Linked DNA regions of Mus musculus: region 1 is linked to region 2. Evidence: chromatin contacts called from public Hi-C data. All regions are on one chromosome and are shown on one strand. Each heading gives the region's core, a stretch centred on a gene start, on an enhancer-like site or on the middle of the called end of the contact. The rest is flanking DNA. Distances are from core to core; before and after follow the strand shown. Region 1 overlaps Asap1 (ArfGAP with SH3 domain, ankyrin repeat and PH domain1). Region 2 overlaps Asap1 (ArfGAP with SH3 domain, ankyrin repeat and PH domain1).

Evidence for each region. Hi-C and Micro-C count contacts between places; a contact is called where the count stands out from the background.
Region 1: a Hi-C map of bone marrow-derived macrophages shows a contact between it and region 2, with 32 read pairs. The contact joins two enhancer-like sites. A contact is called at or near these places in 2 of 15 datasets of contacts at CTCF or cohesin (CD8 T cells and large pre-B cells), 14 of 484 Hi-C or Micro-C datasets (the G1E-ER4 cell line, the HL-1 cell line, the N1E-115 cell line and 8 more), 4 of 115 datasets of contacts at active chromatin or transcription factors (bone marrow-derived macrophages, embryonic stem cells, fibro-adipogenic progenitors and 1 more) and 2 of 9 other capture datasets (adipose tissue and liver).

What each region holds. Positions count from the first base shown.
Region 1 is chr15:64,178,838-64,184,028 of GRCm38.p6, forward strand. The region is part of intron 5 of Asap1 (ArfGAP with SH3 domain, ankyrin repeat and PH domain1); the gene reads right to left. Among named protein-coding and RNA genes, the nearest start is that of Gm20717, 83 kb to the left of the region's middle. Within about 2 kb of position 1,549, at least 15 of the 459 cell types and tissues checked have an H3K27ac peak or open chromatin away from gene starts, as enhancers often do. A contact at or near this core is called in the N1E-115 cell line, adipose tissue and bone marrow-derived macrophages, where this site is marked.
Region 2 is chr15:64,337,860-64,342,725 of GRCm38.p6, forward strand. All of the region lies in intron 2 of Asap1 (ArfGAP with SH3 domain, ankyrin repeat and PH domain1), which reads right to left. Among named protein-coding and RNA genes, the nearest start is that of 1700010G06Rik, 26 kb to the left of the region's middle. Within about 2 kb of position 3,047, at least 29 of the 459 cell types and tissues checked have an H3K27ac peak or open chromatin away from gene starts, as enhancers often do. A contact at or near this core is called in the N1E-115 cell line, adipose tissue and bone marrow-derived macrophages, where this site is marked.

The DNA of each region.
Region 1 (5,191 bases), core at 299-2,798, 160 kb before region 2:
TTTAACCTCTCCGGTGTCCCAGTATTTCCTTCAATTAGCCAGTGCCAGTGCAAATGGTCTGGGGAGCAGAGAATAAGGAAGAGAGGGTACCAACAAGGCACCCCTGGAACTCACTCATCTTACTAAGCTTACTGATTATTCAGTGCGACTGTTAATTCTGTCAACCTGACCAGGTTAGAAAACATACAGATTAGTAAGGCACATCTTTTCTGTGTCCATGGAGGAGTTTCCGGGTACAAATGAATCATGAAAGCTTTGACTATGAATGGATTACTCCCTGATGGACACACGGTACGATGGCACTACTGGGAGTCGGTGATGTAGGTGATGGGGCCTGAAGGAGGAAGCAGTCACTTGGGAACTATATCTTGCCCTGGCCCCTCCCTGTATTCCTTTTTCTGCTTCCTCTCTAAAAATGCTTCCTGCCAGTGATGACCTGGATCTTTGTGCTTTCAGCTCAGCAATGGTAAAATTGATAGATTCAGCTTCCAAGCTATTTCCTTTCCTGTAAACAGTAAGCCCAGGTTACCATGAGTCCATGGAGTTGGCTGCTTTTAAGAACAGCACCACAGAGCTTTTTACAAAGTACCTTGTTAAAACATTAAACGTGAAACAGGTGTGGCTTTGAAGTCATCAAATTATTTATGAAATTATCTTATATCCCAAATGTTTCAAAATGTTTCCCAAAATGTTCCAATAACTAAAATTATACAAATATAGATGCAAAGGACCACTGTCATCAGCTATTTCTGACACATCGGATTAAGGCTTTACGTTGTTCTTCATTGCACGGGCAGTAAGGGAAACAGGGAGTGCTTGCTCCTGGTCTGAGGGCATTCCTTCCTCCAGAATAAAGTCCACACTAACTTTATCTGCCTTTATCTGGGATTTTAAGGGTTTTTCTCAGCGTCCAGGGTGCCCCAGGCTTACCTTATCACATCTAGCTAAGTGTGTTCTTGGGCTAGTCACCCCCACTTACCCTTTTAGAGGCCTGCTCTCCTCACTGCTGAGGTGCAAATGATAAAACCAAGTTCTTGTACCCTTGAGGCATTTATGTGAGATGCACTCAGTGGACTGAAACGTGTGTAGAATGCTAGGCAGGAGATGGGCTCAATTAAACAGAACTAGGTTTATTTTCTTAGATTTTTTTCTTTTTAAACACACATTTGCAAGGCTAAACAGTAATGGAAGAGAAAAGGGTAATGAGGGAATAAGGGATCTAAAATACTGCTTGTAAGTATTGCACCACATGCTCTCCATGGTAAATCCTACAGTCTGGCTTTTCTGTTCATTCTTCAAGGCCACCTCTTAAAACAACATTGCATCCCATTATGTTATGTTGCATCTAGGTAACACTGAATTAAACTGCTGATTAAAACAGCAGAGGATACTGTGCTTCGCCTTTGTTATCTAAAGTTACTGGGGTCGAGAGAACTCTATAAAATGTGTCTTAGTCTCACTAGATTAACGAGGGTACAAGCTCAGAGAGCTTAAGCAAACTTGACGGAAGCCAAAGCATGAATGAAACAGATGGTCAGGTTATTAAAGGCAATTTGCTTTACTTCAAAGGCCATTCTCATTTCCTCTCTCTTGCTGTACTCATTTAAAGTGACAATCGGGGCACATCACTTTCCTGTCAGAAACCCATTCTTGTTTCCTGATAGCTGGAGTCAAGTACAAACTCCCAAGTTTAGGTCTGGCCCTGCCAGCCTTTTCCCTTGTGGCTATCCCCGGATCAGCACCAGCTGCTCTGGACAGGAAAAGGTCTTTATGAGTCCCTGGGCTGCAGATAAGATGGTAGCATGAGTGCCTGGTCCTGGGTGTAGGAGCAGTCACAGCGCGAGCAACCTTCCCAGGGTTTATGTGTGCATCTGTTCATTCTTCCCCAGCCTTCCTCTCCTTTTCCCAAATCCCCCTGCTTCAGCTTCCTGAGCAACTAAGACTCAGTTATATCAGCAAACGTTTGATCAGTAACACAAGTTACAAGTCGAATCAGTGTTATCAAAGCAAAAACCAGTGCGGTAGCAGGTTTGAAGGAACAAGCAGTAGCCCGCTTTCTCATGGCAGGCATGGCAGTAGGGGATTCCAGAACTCGGGGGCAGGGGGTTCTGGCTGTCCTGGGCCCGTCTTCTTGCCTGAAAACACATTAGAGATGGACTCCAAGTCTAACCTATCAGAGCTTCTTGAGGATGGAGCCCAACAGCCCAAGTCTTAGTAAGCTCTTCAAGTGAATTAGAGTAAGAGAGCCACTCTGAGTCTTAGGGCTGTCCACAGTAGAAAATCCGAATTCCCACTGAGGAGGGACTGCCTCCAAGCCAGATCACCTTGCCTATGGTCTCAGGTACGACTGCCATGGAGCTGGAGCTCAAAGGCTGCACTAGAGAAGTCTGGAAAACCCAGGGCCCATCGTATGCTGATGGCATCTGACAACACTGAATTCAAGTGGGATGCCAATTTTCCTGGAAACATTACACAAAGGAAAAGGCAGTGTGGGAGTGAAGGGGTATGGCCATCCTTAACTCGAGACCCCAGTAGGTATGATTCCACATCTCCCAGGAAATCAAGCCCTGTTTCCTCTGACCGCACCGGAGAACAACTTCACCAGAAGGAGAAGTGGAGCTCTAACATTTAAGACGAATGAGGAAGCGGAAAGGACACAGCCCACACACTTGGATCTTGGCTTGAAAAAGTCATCCTGGCCCTAAGCACTTGGAACAGTAATCAGTTCTTGACCAACTTTTAGACTTTAAATTTCATTTCCATGCATGTCATTTATAATTCGCCATGTGTGATTACAACAAAACCATTCTGTGACATCGGTTTACATTTTCCTTGCCTTCTACGATGTCTCTATCACTGTATCTCTGTACCTATTCATGTTTTACAACCGCCGACTCTGGAAGGACCGTAGTACAACTTAAGATACCTGTATGCTGGCACGCCAGGGCTTAGTATGCATCAGGAGGCCCAGCGCCACCTCCCTGAAAGCATCACGCTCTCACGCACCTGACTGAGAACAGAGCCAAATGCTGCCCTGGGTCTCCTCCTTGGGCTGTGTCTGCATGTTCTCAAACATTTCATTTCATCTTCATGGAAATGTTCAGGACTCAGAAACCTACCTAAAGGGTGACTGTGTGGTACATTCTTGGCGGATACAGCTCAAGGGCATCCATGCACACGAGGAAGCTTACATTACAAATCTGGGCTATCAGCTGCTTCCAAGAAATCAAATAATCTCTCCCCTACTCATGGAAACCCCAAGGCAGGAGGCTTTGTAAAATTCTGTCTCTATGTCCATCCTTTTCTTCCTCTATGAAATCAAAGAATTCTTTATAGAGTAAGCTATCAAAATGTTTCGTGCAAGCATTGTCAAACAGAAAGGAACAGCCATGACTACCACAGAGCCTGGCATATAGTGGGCACCTGGTAAAAGTTGCTGAGTCAAGGGATACTTTAGAAAGTCTATATTTTAATACATATTTTAATTTACATTTTGGCCTCACTACAATGTGCAATATAAACTATTGTTGAATGCTATTTAGTTCCTCTTCTAAGGGAAATGGTCTCTACCAGCTTTTAAAAATACTCTCAAAAAAAAAAAAACCCACTAAACTATCTGTAATCAGGACAAGGGTCGTAGTAGTGTGAAGACGTGACACCCCTGCACTCTGGATGGGTGAGTGAGAACATGAGAGATCTGCCTCTGGTGACCAGGCATGTGAAGCTGCAGAGCAGAGGTCTGGACCCAGTTACATCTGTCTCTGAAGCTACAGCATTTCTGCCGACTCTCAGGCCTCTCCACCATTTCACTCTCTTAGCACGCACAGTGCAAACAGTACGTCAGTGGGCGGTCTATTCATTTTCTAGGGGCAGATGTAGTGAGATGCTATTTGAAGACTGGATTAGAAAGGCAGTTCTTCATGTATAGTCATAAAGGGCCAAAGGAGCAAAGGACATAGTCTAAGACAAAAAGAGTATAAGAAACAAATGGCTGGAGAACAATCATGCACTCTGTATTAAATGTAATCAGAAATAAATTCAACAAGGGCAGAAGCAGAATGAAATTAAGAATAAACACAGCTAAAGAAATGAATCACCTGAACTAACAACATTTTAAAATTAGCATTTAGATTAGCACTTCTCAAAGTTGTTCAATGGGGAGTTCATGATTCTTACATGAAAAAGTCAGTGATCAAAAAAGTTTGAAAGCATCGAATTGGTTAAGGTTCTTCATTCTCATGTGCCTAAGTGTCTAACACACAAATGTGTACTGCAAGTCTCCCTGAGTAATATTAAGGCTCCTTAGAAAGAACTCTCATCAAAGAACAAGGCATGGGGCTAAGTTTGCCATTTCACTCATTTGATGCTCCTGTTCCTAGGCAGGAGCAGACGAATGCATTGGCTATGGTTGCTGTGTAAAGTTGGGTAGGGTACGGTATGCACAGCCAAAGCACCGACCCTGAACACACAAGTGGGGCCTGAAACAGCCATGTTCCTCTCGACAACCTGTGCCTAGTGTTGCTGACATCAGCCCACAGGAAGGGGACCTGACTTGACTGTATTATCTCCCAGCATTCAAGTGTGAAGAGGGCACCAGCCTTATCTGAGGCAAAGACAGAGACTACATTCCCTGCCAGGAATCCAAAATAAGGCTGAGAATGAGAAAATCTAGGTAATAGAAAAATGGACAAGAAAAGGAGAGTGCAAAGGGTCAAAGGAGTGACTTTAGGCCAGAGCTTCATGGAATTCTCTGAGCCAAGGGAAACATCTGCATTTCCTTTTCACAATGCACCTATAACATCTGGGTTAGGAAAAAGAACTCTGGAGGCTTCTGTGATGAAGAGCGTGCAGACAGAAAGTTAAGTATCTTAGTGTTGGTCTTATCTTATAACATCTGTGCTACTGGTTTCACTGTTCTTTTAGACCAACACAACTGTTAAGTTTATGGTAGATCTATGCCAGCAAGAGCACATGCATGAATTTCAGAGGCAGTGCAGTGTGAGGACAGTCTAGGTTTGCAGGACTCTTACAACTACCTGAGGCATGATTCCATTTCCCTGCAGTTACCAAGGTTGATCTAGCAAGTCAATGATGCAGAGACAACAGAAGGCAATGCTCATCGAGCACTCGTTCTTCCCCTGGATTTTTTGGTCTTCTGGAGCTAACATGGAAGATCTGAGAACACCTGGAG
Region 2 (4,866 bases), core at 1,797-4,296:
CGAAACGCATTTATGTTTCATCAACACTTCATCAACACAGCCAGAAGGTAATTTCAAATATTCTTAATAACTGCACCAAATCAAGTCCTGTGGTGTGGAATTCACCGCTTGCGGAATCACGCTCGAGGCTCAAAGGCTCTCCGGTTTTGAAGCTTTGAGTTTGAAATGTCTGGAATGGGATGCTTAACCTACATCAAGTTGGAGGGGCCTATGTTCATGTGGCACTTGGGCTATCAGGTCTAGAACTTGGAGATATAATGTGGAAGTCACATTGCTACAGACAACTTCAAAGGCAGGCCAGGATTGGTCAGGACAAGGTGCACTGAGAAAGAGCACACGGGAACTAGAGGACATCCAGGTGGGCGTGGACTGTGCAAGCTCAAGCACCACTGTTCTCAGAGGGACAGCATGGGCAGCTGGGTCAAGTGCTTGAGCTTGAAAGCTGAGCTGACTGGAAGGTGACAGTCACAAAGGGCATGAGGTTTATCTTCAAAGGGCTTTCCGTAGAGCATGAAATAAAAGGCAAGAATTGCAGGCTCCAGGGCCAACTGCCTACAACCGACTTCAACTCCTCCATCAACCAGCACCGGGCTCTTAAGCAGTTTTCCAGACCTCCAAGGACTTCAGCCTGTGCAAATAATGATTCTGTCTCCTCACGAGGTTGCTGTCTGGTTGAAAGTTAATCAACAGTGGGTGCTTAGAAGACAGAGAGCAATGTTTGGCTCACACACAGCGTTACCTGCTACTGTGTTTTTGCTGTTCTAATTTATGCCAAGTACCAATGTCATTCTTCGCATGTGTTTTCTTAGGTGAGGGACTTTACCCCCACTTTATGGATAAGGAAAGGTGCCTAGGAGCACAGAGTAAGGTCTCTCTGGTGGACTCAGCCTTCACAACCAGGTCAGACGCTATGTGTTCTGCTCTTAATTATTGCTAGGCAATCCCCCTTTTTGATGCCAAGATGTCTGGTTAAGGGCCTGTGTAAGAAAACTAGCTGACTAATGCATTAATTGTGTTTCACCCTGCCTTTCCACAGACAATCATTGCTTTTATATAAGTGCTGGTGTGTCTGACAGGGATGGGTATGTAGTGTGTCATGAGGTTATTTTGCTGTTGTGCAAACATCAAACTCACCCAAACCCAGATAGTACGGGTCAGTAAGCACTGGGCACGGCCTCCGGAAGCAGCCAAGAGGCACAATAAACGTGAGATGCGCAAGCCTGCTGTAGGCAGAACACTCAAGAGTCTGTGATGGCAGAATGTTTTTCTTATTAATAGTAGGACACTCTAAAATAGCAATAAAAAGGATAGTAAATACATAAACAAGTAGGGCAGTCTTCATTAGCACCGTCTACTATGGCGCATATCATGGTATGCGCTGTTCTTTTACATGACTGGCTATGCTGTGGGTCTTCTTACAGCCTCAACACCAGCACATGCACAGCACAGCGACAGGAAGTGACAATAGTAACGTGTCCTACTCTTACAGGACCACCGTTCCATATCCGGTGTGTGGTTGCTCAGAACATTGTTAATGCAACATATGACTACAGCTAGTGGAAAAGCAAGTCTTACTTTGCATCTCACAAGAAGATACAGAAGTTGAGGGCCATGAGGCTAGGAGGCGCTCTCAGATGCGCTTCTATCTGAATCACACGCGGTGGTTATACAAAGGTAAGGGACCAGAAATGCTAGAGGGGAGGCAGAGGGAAGACTCTTTGTGGCTAGATCCCTAGGTGGTTCAAGGTACACTCAAGTCTGCAAAGAGGCAAATGATGATGATGATGATGATGGTGATGGTGATAATGATGATGGTGTGTGTCTGTTTACTAACTGTAGGATCCAACACAGCAGCCACAAGTATGGCTCATTTGAATTTAAATGTAAATTCATTAAAATTAAACAGATATTAAAAATGCAGTCTCTCCATCCATTAGATGCACTGTAAGAACACATGGCTAGCAGATGCAACAGGCAAACATGTCTGTTATCGTAAGAATTGCGGGGAAGTTCCTTCTAGCCTACGAATTCTGGGACTCTTAAGTCAGTAGAAGTCTTGCTTCCCACCAAGGCACAAAACTCAGTCAGCATTTGCTGCCTCTTTTTTTTTTTTTTTTGTCTGAATTCAAGACATAAGAATATATAAATTATTAGCCCACTAGGATATATTATCACCCCTATTATATTGGCCTGAAATCACCTATTTGCATATTTATTTTCTCCAACACACCATGAATGTCTTGAAGGCAGGAAGCAAACAACAATTACTTAGGTCTGTTATTCCCCATGCCTATGGCTTAAATAAATGCTGAGAGTTACTTAATTGGTCTAGACAGCATAAGAGAAATAAGAAGCTGGCCTGCTTTGTTCCGGCTGAAAGCCTCCATACCTATGAGAATGGCTACTATCATGAAAGCAGAAAGTAACAAGTCATGGCAATGACTAGGAAAACTAGGAACCCTTCCCCGTGTCAGTGGAAAGGTAATGGGGCAGGCAGCTGCTATGGAAAGCAGCTCAAGACAATTAGCATTAATTATCATGCGATCCAGCCATTCCACTTCTGTGCATACACCCAAAAGAACCAGAAGCAGAGACTCCAACAGATATTTGTACATCCCAGTTCACAGCAAAGTTACTCATAATGGGTGCAAATGACCCACTGTCTGTGAATGAATGGATGGTGGATAAAGACAAGATCACAGCACACACACACACACACACACACACACCCACACACACACACACACACACACACACACACACACACAGGAATGCTATTCAGCCTTAAAGGGAAAGAAATCTGGCCATTCTGCAACACTGATGAGTCTTGAAAACACTATTTTAAGTGAAATTGGTCACAAAAAAAGGAGAGCAAATATTGTATAATTCTGCTTATACAAGTTACCTTGGATGCACAGATTCATGGATAGAAAGCAAACTGGAGGTTGCCAAAGGCTGATCCAGAAAGAATGTGGTGGCGCTAGTATTTGGTGGATACAGAATTGCAAAGGCCGGAAGGCTGTGCCTGTCTGTTTGCACTTGGCTGTTGTGCAGTTGCGCCACCAAACCCAGGGCCTTGCGTCTGCCAGGAAAAGTGCTTTCCCACTAAACCACACCCCAGCCCCAGAAATTCAGTTTTGCAAGCTACAGACATTCTAGAAACGGGGAGTGGTGACAGTTTTACAGCAGTGTGACTGTACTAATTATTAGTAAGGAAGTATGCACTTAAAAACAAGTGACCATTTTGTTATATATAATTTATCCCTATTTAAAGGTTTTAATAATTTCCTTTAAAAAAAAAAGCATTGACTAGTACCAGCCCAAGGAAATATGTCAAGTGTCACAGCTTTGAGATGTGAAAGAATTTTGGTTCCATCCCTGTCCTGTCATACCTTGGGTAGGGACTGGGACAGGAGGATGAGACATGGAGGTGTTGTCATAAGCCCAACCTGTCATTTCTTAACTCCTTTGCCTCTTATAGTCTTCCTCAGTGGCACCGGATTTAGCTGGTCACCAAGATGCCCCTCCTCAGAAAGGCTTTACATAGTGGGGGGGGGGGCTCTCTGATGATAGATGTCTGAGAGCCAGATCAAGGGTATCTGGGTTTTTCCAAGGCTATGAAGGGTGAGCCTGAGCTCGCCTCCCCAGTCCATAGTATTTGTATTCTGCTTCCTATGGCTACCTGTCACATGTTCCACTTGGCTTTTCAGCCAACATTTGCTGAGTGACAAAAAGCAAGTCCCTTCAAATAAGACATCGACTAGGGAAAAGACGTCGGCGTTCACCTGTATGATCATTTCCAATCTTTTCCTATGAACAGTTTGCCATAGTTTGAACCATGATCTAGTAACCATTAACAGTTAGTGAGCTCCTGATACATGTCAGGTGCTGGGCCCGAGCTTCATAAGCTGTTTGCCATCTAATTCTCAGAGCAAGCCTATGGATGGGGACTGATTCCTATTGTCCTGTCCCCATATGACAGAGAGGCAAAGGAACAAGGTCACATCCCTCAGAATAAAGCTCCTTATCCTTACATGACAGTCATGTCATCGTTATCCTCGTAACTTTAAAACGTGACCGTCAGGGGGGCTGGAGAGATGGCTCAATGGTTAAGAGCGCTAGCTGCTCTTCCAGAGGTCCTGAGTTCAATTCCCAGCATCCATGTGGTCACGTGGTGGCTTACAACTATCTCTAATGGGATCTGATGCTCTCTTTTGGCCATGCAGGTATGCATGCACAGAGCACTCATTTACATAAATAAACAAATCTATTAAAAAGTAACCATCACCTTTTTAATGCTACATTGTTTTTCATTGTTTCAGCTCCTCACTGCTGGACAGCCTTTTCACCTGGTTTGTGTCTGTTTCCCATTTGAAATGCTGCTGCCTCTGACCTCCTTGGGAGCGCCATGTTCCTGAAGGACGTTTGTGCTGGTCAGTCTAGACTGTCAACTTGCTTATGATTTAGAATCAGTAGGAGACAGACTTCTAGGTATGTCTGTGATGTGCGGGAGTTCCCAGATTGGGTTAACTGAGGAGGAAAGACCTCCCCTAACTATGGCTTCAGAACCTTCCTGTGAGCTGAGATCCTGGAGTGAACAAAAAGGAGAAGGTGAGCCGAGTGCCAGCATCCATCTCTCCGATTCCTGACTGAAGTTGCCGTGTGTCCACAGCCCCGCCGCAATGCTGCCATGCCGTCCCCACAAGGAGGGCCTGTGCTTGTGACCTGTGAGCCAAAAACACACTTCCCTCCTTAAGCTGCATTTAGACGGATCGTGACTAACACGCTTTCCTGAGGGAAGTGACAGCAAAATGAGGACGGACTTCCTTACAGGGTGAACTTGAGCCTTTGGGGCTTTTACAATGG